Linked DNA regions of Choristoneura fumiferana: region 2 is linked to region 1. A link is a contact called in public Hi-C data. All regions are on one chromosome and are shown on one strand. Each heading gives the region's core, a stretch centred on a gene start, on an enhancer-like site or on the middle of the called end of the contact. The rest is flanking DNA. Distances are from core to core; before and after follow the strand shown. Region 1 holds the start of LOC141432673. Region 2 holds the start of LOC141432682.

Region 1 (5,925 bases), core at 1,233-3,732:
TAGTACACCCACTAGGCACCAAAAACAGCACAAGCTTGTGCCCTCTCGGAACGAGCTGGTAGCCGCTCCGCTCGCGAACGCTGGTGGATGCCAATCGACACCCGACTCAACTCTGTAGGGTTAGCGAAGAAGACGAAATGCGATGCGCAATGTTTTTCGAATCTGCGCATTGACCTTTGTTATGACTGTCATGCGCGTGGAATCAAAAGTGAATGTGAGTAAAGCGCATCGACTATATTTCGGGGCAAGAGATAATATTATAAAAAATACACATAACAACAATAACAATTTCCAGGGCGAGTTCCTTGTGATAAATAATAGCAATTTGTGCGTGCGCGGTAAATGTAAATAAGTTGCTGTTAGCTGTCGCATCTGTCAAAAAGTGACATCTTGGTTGATAGGGTTGCCAGACAAAATAAACAAATATAGGTATTATTTTATTATTAAAAATAAATAGTACATTGTGCATTGTAGAGCGTAAGAAGGGGATTACTAACGAGAGTCTATTAGAAGCCCGACGCCGGAGGCGGAGGGCTTTTAATGGCCCGAATTTGTAATCCCCTTACGGCCCGTGATACACACAATTATTTTCATCACATTGCGAGGAAAAAATGCAAAACATTAAATTATTTTGTGTCCAAACCCTTCACAGCTCAGCAAAAGCAAGACGCTAAGAAAACAACTGAATAAAATATGGCTACCCGCCAATACAGGGGGCAACTACAAAATTCGAAAATCGAAGTTCGTATCGTACCGTCCCTCTTGTATTAAATAATATTATCGTCAGCAAAACGATATGAACTTCGATTTTCGAATTCCGTGGTAGCTCCTGCAGGGCTACTACGATACTCAAAACTCGAAGTTCGTGTCATGCGGTCCCTCTGACGTTTATACTATTTAATACGAGAGCGAGAGGGACTGCACGACACAAACTTCAAGTTTCGTAGCCGTCACTTTTTTCGAGTCGTCTACCATAGATAATACTAAGATCCGTGTTAAGTTCAGAATTCGAAAGGTCTTACGGCCAGATTATTCCAACATGCTAAATAAATATTTACTAAAATTATAGCAAAACTATTTGATATATAAATTAAAAATATAAAAATAACGAAGTTTAATGAAGCGTGGCAAATTTTTTTGGTGTAAAATTAGGTTATATCTAAGTTTTAAAGATGTAAATAAAACGTTGGCTGACTTTTAAGTCTTGAAACCTATATACTTCCTCTGAGGAAATGACGTAACAACTAACTTTTTAAAACTAAAGTCATAACTCCGTTGGGGAGGAAAACTATACTTACGTAAATCCATAATTCCCGCGGGAACAATTGAGGTCATTGTCTTTTAGTATACAGGCATGGAATAACGTCATTGACGAGCATGTGTGATGAAAAATGGTATTACTTAACTAGCGTGCCCGCGGCTTCGCCCCCCCCCCCGCTGTAGTTTTTTTTAATTTTCTAAATGTTCTTTTATAAGAACCTTCTCCTGACAATAGCAAACAACAAAAAAAGAATTAGCGAAATCGGTCCAGCCGTTCACGCGTGATGCTGTGACCAAGGGAAATAGGGATTCATTTTTATAATAAAAAGATATAGATAGTAAAAATATTACTTATGCTAGAAATTTAATTACAGAAACTATGTAGAGTAGAGCGATTATTCTATAGTTTTTGAATTTCAAAACGTCTCAGTTGATAAGTTGCACTGCCATCTATTAACTGTGTTTTATCAACTTCACAACGCCTAACTTCCTCCGTCCTTGTAGTTTTGCTACTCAACATAAGATGGCACTAATTGGCAACTGCATCCGCGGTACTTTTCATAGAAACTTGAATATTTTGATTTTGAAGTAAAGCCGAAAAAGTAGCCTTTTCGTACAAAACGGCAGTAACATTACCCAACTCCTAAATGTAACTGATATTGATTGTTGAGTGTATATTTTTTTTCATTTTTGTTTTGTTTTGATGTGTTATTGTTGTGTGTGTGTGGTGTAAACTTACATTTATTTATTTACATTTTGCTTTTTAAAATACTTACTGATTAGTTACAAACATTGACCGAAATTAGTTTATATACATTAAAAAAAAAACCATTTTGAAGGTAATTTTTAATTTCCAGCGACTCAAAAAAAGTAGCGTCAAGTCACCGCGTCGAGCAGCAGCGACAAGATGGCTTCTTGCAGGATTGATCTTAGCCTTGGAAGCTGATTTCTTAATCTCATTTAGTAGCAGTCGTGGCAGTGGTACAAATAAAAGAAATTGAGTGATTGAAAAAAAAGGGTTTTTGCCGAAATTGAAGAGGTTTTTTTTTGTTTTTTCCAGCGATAAAGCTTAACATTTTCAGCTTTATTGCTATATGTCACGTGACCAGATTTGACACTGGAAACGAGCGTCGAGCGATTTCATATGGCCGCGGCCTTGCGTCGTATGAGAACACACAATCTTCACCGACTTATAATGTCAGAATGTAAAAAGATTTAATCAGCGTCTTGAGTTATTGCTTTTAATAATTGTATCGAATCAATTGTCAACACATGATAAGGAAGCAATTGTTTATTTGCACGGAGACTACCTGAATGATCTATCCACAGATGAGTGTGTGTATAGTATAGGCTCTATCGATCTAACTATGGGATATTTGCTGGGCCAGAATGTCGCTATATTAGTAACTTGTGTAGCGATAGTGACATCTACAGGATTTTTTGAATATGGTGAGAAATAAAATAGTAGGTATCTAGGGATAAATTATGTGTTACATCTACAGTCTTCTTGTTTGCGATTGGCCTATCATCATCTTCGGTTATCTACAAGGTGTTAATTTTTAAACCGGAAACTTCAGACACCCTAACTTTTTTTAAAGTGAATTTAATGTATTATATCCTTTAAATAAGGTGAAATTAAAACATACCAAATATGCCGCACTAACGCCAGACTACGAGTTCATTCCATTTGCCGTCGAAACTGCTGGTCCTTGGAGCGAAGAGGCAAAGGCGCTGTTGAGGGAGCTAGGCCGCCGGCTACATGACGCGGAGCCGAGCCCCGCTCTGGGTCGTTCCTGTGCAGCACATTTCCATAGCAATACAACGAGGCAACGCTGCCAGTGCTATGGGAACATTCGCCCCGGGTACGACCTAAAGCGGTTAAATTAGTTAGGTTTTCTCTTTTTTGTAAATGTATGTTTGTAAATATTAGTTAGGTTTTTTTCCTTTTAAATAACCTGACTATTTCAAAATATATTTCTATGTTTTGCCAAATCAGTAATTCTACTCTAATCTCTTTTAGTTGAAAAGTTATATTATTCAAATTGTTTTTTTTTACTCTGGTGTAAACCTCTATTTTTTAGATACGACAAAATTACTTTCTACCGTCGATAATATGTAGTACCTACCTACTTGTCAGTTGCGCTTCGTTCTTTTTTGGAGCAAATCAAAACTGACGGAAACAGGAATATTTTTGTTACCTACTATATATATAACATTAGACGGAAAACACTTTCCGAAATATTACTTTTATTTTCTTCTATTTATTATAAGACATGTTTATGTTGCATTTGTAAAACTCTTAGGCTCGGCAGAATAAAAGAGGTAAGTATTTCAAAATCGCAACCTGTTTTATTTAAAGTACCTTATGTCTTCTACCTACTATAACTTATTCTGTGCTTATGTGCAAACAATCCTCTTCTCGATTCAGAACAAACTACTTACTCAAGTTTTCAGTTATTTAATTATTAACACCTTATCTAATTTTCGTTTTACGACTGGACACAGGCTTCCTGTCTGAATAAGACAGTTTGGGCAGTAGTTCCAATACTTCCAATGTGGGCCCAGCCAGTGCCGCTTGGGAACTTCATTCATACATCATCGAACTGCATTTTGCGTGCGTTTTTCTCGAGATGTTTTCCTTCAACCAAAATGTTATTAGTTTATAGTTTAGTTTTGTTTGTAGAAAAAGCAAACAGGCAGAATTACTTTTGCATTTATACTTAATACTAGCTTTTGCCCGCAGCTTCGCTCGCGTGGAGTTCGGTTATCGCGCGCTGTTCCCTCGGGAACTGCATTTTTTCTGGGATAAAAAGTAGCCTATTGTCACTCTCTGGCCCATCTCTTTCCCAAAAATCACGTCGAAATCCTTCAAATTGACGTTCCTGATTCTGTTTTGTTTTTAGGGTATCACGTGCTAAATGAGAAACTCGCGTTTAAATACAGGGGTCAGATACCAGCTTTTACATCTGTGTACAAGCTGCCGGTTCGAGTAAGTTAATATTTTATTTTATTGTTTATTATTAGTGCATACAAGAGGTAACTCTGTATTGCTGCTGGTGACATTATAGGTGTACAGGCAGTGACACTGCGTGTGTATACACTGTGTACCATGTTAGGTGTCTTAGTCTGTTTGAGCCTTATTGCTGTGATAAAAAAAATGTCCCCAATTGCACACGTTCTAGTGACTGCATTTCGTGTTTCATTATATTTACTTAAATAAACATTTCCTTTTTAGCACAACAGGTCAGATATGTACATTCGGTATACCTATCTGCGGGTTGAGTTCGGAAAAAAACTGTCAAAAGTGGACACGGATTACGACCAAGCTGAGCAAATTTTAATATTCAAGGTGCAATATACTTTACTGCCCATCGATATTGGTGTCACGGGGTACGCGTTACAAGTCGCTAACTTTTCGCAAGTGTGGCCACATGAGAAGGGCATGGAAGAATATACCTAGAGCTTTTTTATTGAGGCTTTTTATTAACTTTATTTGGTATATTTAATTTTTAACCAATTTAAAAAGGAATAAGAAAGTTGTCAAATCAACTACATAATTTATAATAAAATGTCCTCATACTTTTTTTTAGGTAAACCGATTATGATGATTCTTTTCTTAGTTTTACTCAGTTAAAATATAGTTTTTATAAATAAGAAATAAATAACACTAATTTTGGTTAAATAATATTTTAATTATAAGGTTATAACCTACCTACTTATTAGAATCACCAATTTTATTTAACAAAAATTCATTACTTACATCCAAATAGTACATAGTATACCTATAAATAGCTAGCTATGCTAACACTAATAGATTTTTTTATATGCTATGAAATTTTTAAAGAACAAGTTTTCAATAGACTGTTTGAGTAGTTACAAATATTTAAAAAGTAATTTTTAACTAAGTATGTTAGATAAAGATGGAATAAATTACAGCCCTCTAGCACAATAGCATTTATCCTGAACAAAGTATACATTCCAGTTAATACTCGACGAGCAAACACATTTTCTTCCTGAAACGCACATGTGCGTTTTACTTATAGAGCTTCATCGAGATCAATTCCGTGTCACGAAATTTAAGGTATTAGGATGTACTTATTAGTACTTATGTATGTAAACTCATTATTGCACCTAAAAATATAAAATATAATTACAGATTACCTACACAAAGAGAAGTACAAAGGCGAGCTTATCCCCAAAAAGGGATCTCTTACAGGCTTCCATCTAAACTAGTTACGAGAAAACTTAGTTATTGGGTACTAAATGTTCTCTATTATTAATGGACTAGTCTCCTTAAATTCTCTTATTAGTCCGCCAGTAGGTATATCTGTCAGGATTTTTATAACGTAATTCCTAACAAATATCTTTAAAAGTTGTCATAGAAAAGCAAAATATGTCTATTTTAATGCATAATCCCACAAACCCAACTATCACCAACATAATATTTATTTATTTATTGCAACCATGGTATTTATAAGATATTCTTAATTATAGCCAATTAATAATAGGTATGATTCAAACCATTTATTGTAAGGGACCATTTATGTTGTCACACTTATTAATTAGTTCCTAATAAAATCTCAATAATTAGCTTTGTGTGTCACATATTGCCAGCCCCCCCCCCTAACCTAAATTAGTGATGGAATTTAGTGTATGCCCCCAACG
Region 2 (5,966 bases), core at 1,543-4,042, 170 kb after region 1:
AAATAAAACCGGATAACTCACGTCTTAAATCGAGATTACCTCGATATGTTTCGGGTTTATTCGTAGCCCTTCTTCTAGCAACTGACTGAGTGCGCGTGCGGGAATCAGCCCGAAACATGTCGAGCTAAACTCAATTTATGCCATGAGTTATCCGGTTTTATTTCATTAAATATGATAATCAAAACGTTAAGAAAACTCGTAAGTATGTTTTAAATTACAGTTCCTTTAAAAAAATGCCTTTATTTTTTTTTTCTTTACCTTTTTTAATGCTCTATCAGCGGTATTGAACCGGAAAGGCTTAGGGGTCGTAGTGATGAAATCTTCTTTCACAGACTTCTCACATCGGGTCCTCTTTTCCATGGGACTTCGGGCTCTCTGCCTGTCGGAAGAACTGACGGACGGGATGCCAGGGGACGGGTCTATCGGTAGATCGCTGTGGGCTGCCGGAGTTGACAATCTACTGCGCTCTCTCATCGCCATTGTACCGGGATAGCTGGCATTGCGAAGCATTTCCTCCGATCTAATACGCCGATTCATAGACCTGAGGCGGTGATTATAAATTACATTCATAATAAAATAATATCATTTACTAAAATTCCGATTTTTTGAGTCAAACACCTACCGAAAAAATTCTTCCTCCTTCATTTTATCATAAAAATAGTTAGAAAAGAGATTTTTAGGTACCGGCCGCGCCCTGAATTTCTTCTTTTTCTTGGGTTTAGGCAATACATTCATTGCTCTCTCGCAAGACTTCTGAATACCACTTTCTTCTCTCTCTGTAAAGCTAAAGGGTTTCATCTTCGCACGGAGCTCTGCTTCACTGTTGATTTTGGTTATAGCTCGTCTAGAATAGTTACGTTACATTTAATTTATTACCTCATACGTAACTATTAAAAAATAAGATAAAAATAATAAATAAAATAAAAATAGCGCAAACGTAATACACAATTAAAAACTAAAAACAAACAAAAAATACCTATTTATAGCAGCAAATCATTAAGAAGGAATCAGGGTAGAGCTCTCCGAGGCTCAAATCAACCTGTAAGATATAAAATAAAGATAAGGTATGTGAATAAACTTGTGTTTTTTGATGATAACAGATCTCAAAACAAACTGGTGATCTAATGACAAGCATAAATAAAATGTGCACATGTAAGAATATGGAAACCTCATAGCCTGGTCTTCAAGAATCTTGTCGTAAAGAGGGATTCGAGATTCTATGGGCACCGGTCTGGTGCGGAATTGCTTTCGATCACACTTCCGATGAAGCATGTCTTCAGAAAAGGACTTCTGGAGACAACGTAACTCGTTTACGGCTCTCTCATCTTCATCTCTGTTATCACAATCAATGATGAAGCAATTAGAAATTATTAAAATTAAATACATATAAGTACCTCCTTTTCTGTCATTGTTTTTTACATTTGAAGTCAAAAGAGTTGCTTAGACTCGCGTTTCTTCAAGTGCAAAGGGCAACTGCAGACACTGAAAACTGAAAAATATCAGGTACTTACCTTTCAGTCATTTTAAATGGTTTTGGTACAGTAATACTTTTACGTCTCCTTGGAGGAGACCCGGAACGCTTTCCTCGTAAAGGGCTCGAAGGCATACTTTGAGTTTTGAATTCGTCGTCTACATAAACTTTTTTTAATTTGGAATATTCTGCGCCGTCAAAAAACTTCTGAAACTTTTGATCAACTTCATTTTTTGTTTCAATTTTATCGTCATTCCACGATATGGAACAGGCCGAGTGGTTTCTTTTAGCTTTATTAGTTTTGTTTTTCTCTTTCATAGAACTACTTTTGCTTGTGCTCATTTTCGGATCGTCGTCTATTGTCACTTCGAGGTTGCTAACAGTCAACTTTTTTTGCGGTTGTTTCATCGCTGATACTGTTAAATTCTTCGATGACTGTGCAGTATCGATATTAGATCTTCTATTCAGGTTTGTAGCTCCACAGAAATCTCGACTGGCATCTTTCTTTTCTGCACTGTATTTACGCCTAAGAGAACTGTTGTAAACTGTCTTAACAGACTTATCATTCACTGCATTATGATTGCTATATGCATCTTCTCTAACTAGAGTATTTTCGCTATTTGAGTCATCTATCTGATCCACAGCAAACTCTAACATGACTTTCTTTTTCTGGCGTAAAGATTTTAAAGTGGAGTAAAATTCTTCAGCCGGCAAGTGGTTTATATCGTTGTAATCTGGGATGCTGCGATAGAAGTCTTTTATTTTCTCCGTATTCACTTTCACGGCGTATACTGAGGAGTTTGAAGAAGAATCCACGGAATTCTGGCAGGTGATAATTTTATCCTTTCGCTCGTACTCGGGCTTCGGCATTTTACTAATCGGATCCACTGGAAGTTTAAGACAAGAGTTTGCAAATACGCTACAGCTGTGGTTCATTGCTAAGATACAGATAGTACTTGACAAAGTAGTGTATTTCAAGGGAATAGCTTTGGTGAGCGTTTGTTGCAGTAATCGTTGCCATAGCAGCTTGCGCAGATACTCTGCGCGAGGTCAATGTTATAGCATTAATTCCGAAAACATTTATTATTAGGTAATCGAATCATCTATAGTACCACTTTACCTAATCTATCATAAATGCTTGATGAAAAACCTACCTATCTTTTTGTCACTGAAAACATTATAATTGATCTGCAATAAATTACAAAGCATCTTATTTACGAGTACCTACGTACCTACCTCAAGACGTACTTATAATGGTATAATGTACAAATTCATCAAATTTAGAAAATATTACGACACATTCTTTCGTTTAGCAACATTTTAGTAGACTAATAAAATAGCATTTTTTTATAAACGAGAAATAATGAACGAGAAGGTACAATTTAAACTGTGTTTTGCTGTTACTACGGGTAACTGAAAACCTAATTAGATAAACGTAAATAGGCAACTATTTATCCTTTACCGTCCTCTCCAATATTATTGAACTTATATTTCGAGTAATTTAAGGTGTGTATGTATTTGTTCTTTCACGCTCAAACGGCTGGTCGGATTTAAATGAAATTATAGAAAGTAGGTTGCTGGATCGCCATCTCGAACACATAGGCTACTTTTTAACCCGATATTCCCACTTGATAGGGATGTACGCACGAAAATCCTGAAATCATAATCTCTGTCTAAACGCATGAAATTTGTCTCAAGTCTTCTTCTTAAACTTAAATTAGGACCACGACGTAAATTTTTAACCTAATGATTATTCCCGCGAGCAAAACTGCTAGTAAAGACTAGTATTACCAAAAATAAGCCAGACCAAAAATCCCGGGATATTTTAAGTTTAAAAATAAAACAATTTTTCAAGGTAAAAAAACATATTATTGACCAATATTTTAGCTTCGATGTGTTTGCTCGCGCCATCTTGTAGTGAGTAGCTGAACTATCTCATAAGTCACCATCCTTTTTTCTCCGGATAACTCTACGTCATGCTGTACAAGCACGCCTTATAGCCATAAATGCTATATTTTAAATCTTTTACACTAAGAATTTTAACATAAATTTCATATGTATTACTTTAAATAAAACCATTTATTGAATTTTTACATAAAAATAAAAATAAAAAAACACTTTAAATTGTATAATTTGTATATGGCAATATAAAATTTCTGTCAGTCAACTGTCAACTCAATCAAACCAAAGACAATATAAAAATAAAAAGGTAACCTCTAATCCTATGCAAAAAATATAACTATTTGCGATTTGCGAATTCTAAGAAAATTAAATTATATCTGCAAGGTTTTTTGTCAATTTTGCGCTATTAATAGAAGAAAACGTTACTATTGCAAACTTATTAAAAATGTTGCTTCCAAAAAACATTCACCGCAATTTCATACTTGTTAGAAAAATAGAAACTTTACAGTCGAAAGTTTACAGAGTTTACAGTCGAAATTTAAGCACTGATTCGAATAAAAAACACGAAATAAAAAGCCAATATGATGTTATTATCGCTGGTGGCGGAATGGTTGGATGCAGTTTGGCTTGCGCTTTAGGTAAGAATAAAATAACAATTTATTTGAGGTGTTTATTACTTTATAATAGTTTGATTATGGTAATGTAATTATCCTTCAAAATATTGCAACTTGCTCAATTTGTCTGTTTTAGGTAAGAACTCCATACTTTCCAACCTTAAAATATTATTATTAGAGGGAAGTCCGAACAAACAGTTTCATCTGAAGCCAGAATACAGCAATAGAGTGGTCGCCTTGAGTCAAAAGACAAAAACTTTGATGAAATCTCTAAAAGTTTGGCAACATGTTGAGGAGATGAGACTACAACCTGTACGTAATATGCAGGTAAAAATATACCTACTGCAACATTATTTTGCTGCTAAACATTGATAACAACGTTGTGAGGCTGAAAACATGCCAAGTGTTATAAAAGGAGAATACAACAATGGCCTTATTCCCATGCAAATCATGAACCACCCTCATCCAATCCAATTAAAGTCTTTCAACTGATTGCAGTTACCAGAAAAGGAAAAAAAACATTATTTTATATTTAAACTCTCAAGGAACTTTTCCCCTTATTTATCTACACATTCATTTTGGGAGGCCTGTTAAAACAACAATTTATGTTACAAAAATCACTTCTTTTTATTTCTGTACCAGGTTTAGTTTACTGTGAGCCCACCCTACAGTTATACCACTATGTAAATATGATACATAATCCATTCTTTACTTGTAGGTCTGGGATGCATGTTCCGATGCTATCATAACATTCAACAGTGCTGAGATTCTTGATGAAGATGTAGCATACATAGTAGAAAATGATGTCCTACAACATGCAGTCAACACTGAATTAACTTCATCAGAAATAAAAAATGTTGAAATTATATATGGGGCCAAGATTTCAGGTTATGAATTACCAACAAATAATACAACTGACAGCTTAGTCAAAATGAACAATGGTGATGTTTACTCTTGCAGATTATTGGTAAGTAATCATGTAATCAATAACACAGTGAAAACTGTTTAGGTACAATGACATGGAAGGGACAGCTATATTTGGTTGTTAAACATGGTTGGTTGTTAAAACCAGCGTTATTTTGGTATATAAGATTTTATTGAGACTTTTTCTTGGTTGTAACATCCAATATGTTGTTCTAACTAATGTTACTATGAACAGTTTTTTTTTTTGAGATGTTTATAATAATATAAACAGGCATCTTACAAAGCTTTCTGTTTGAGACTACAGTTAAAATTGCTTGCCTATAAAAATCAACGACATACTGAGTTTTATCAGTTGTTGCATTTATTTGTGTTTTGCTTAAGCATGTTATTGGGCCTGTTTATGATTTTTTACTACCTTGGGAAATGAACTATATCAGGAAATATCAATAAATGTAAATAATGGGGGTTTCTTGACAGGTGTTGCAAGATCGTGTTAGTATTGAGAGGTCTGTTTGATGTTACAGTCTTACTTTTGACTGGCTCATTTAGTTACTTAACCACACAAATGTGACATACATGTATTATTAAAGTTGTCAAACATACCTCACGGCACCATCAGCCAAATAAGTGGTTTATCATTTTTAAATAAGTTCCTATCAAATGAATATGTCGCTAAAGTCGAACTTTCAAGTTGACAGACACATCTATTAGCATTATTGTTTTGTGACATGCAAACAATTATCAACTTTAGGGTGGTAGACCACATATTTGGCTGATGGTACAAGCACTAACTAGTTTGGCACAGAAACTGTTATTGTAAAAGTCCATAATTCAGTTCATAAGTTAATTCATAATTCAGACCTTGAATTACACAAAAATATGTAAATTTAATATCAGCCTTTGTGTAAGTGGAAAATAGTTCTACTTGAATTTTATTTCAGTATCATCATGGGACACTTGACACCAATTGACCTAGTCCCAAACTAAGGAAAGCTTGAACTATGGATACTAGGCAACAGATAAACATACCTAAATAGATAAATACATACTTAAAT

Evidence for each region. A called contact is a pair of places that touch in the nucleus more often than the background predicts.
Region 2: a contact with region 1 is called in a Hi-C map of whole pupa, with 4 times the contacts expected there. The contact joins the promoter of LOC141432682 here to the promoter of LOC141432673 in region 1. A contact is called at or near these places in 2 of 2 Hi-C or Micro-C datasets (both in whole pupa).

What each region holds. Positions count from the first base shown.
Region 1 is chr11:8,240,885-8,246,809 of NRCan_CFum_1, forward strand. It overlaps LOC141432673, which reads left to right and starts at 2,483. Exons shown (of 4, transcript XM_074094377.1): 1 at 2,483-2,724; 2 at 3,564-3,582; 3 at 4,164-4,249; 4 at 4,496-4,730. The coding sequence starts at 2,707. The coding sequence ends at 4,720. It overlaps LOC141432670 (synaptosomal-associated protein 25-like), which reads right to left and starts at 346. Exons shown (of 8, transcript XM_074094373.1): 1 at 1-346. It overlaps LOC141432671 (synaptosomal-associated protein 25-like), which reads right to left. Exons shown (of 8, transcript XM_074094374.1): 8 at 5,661-5,925.
Region 2 is chr11:8,409,620-8,415,585 of NRCan_CFum_1, forward strand. It overlaps LOC141432682, which reads right to left and starts at 2,793. Exons shown (of 7, transcript XM_074094387.1): 1 at 2,708-2,793; 2 at 1,512-2,358; 3 at 1,169-1,333; 4 at 623-844; 5 at 259-541. The coding sequence starts at 2,341. LOC141432684 (ubiquinone biosynthesis monooxygenase COQ6, mitochondrial-like) reads left to right here and starts at 3,647. Exons shown (of 9, transcript XM_074094398.1): 1 at 3,647-4,011; 2 at 4,124-4,314; 3 at 4,706-4,954. The coding sequence starts at 3,819. pyx (transient receptor potential channel pyrexia) reads right to left here. Exons shown (of 15, transcript XM_074094397.1): 15 at 4,961-5,966.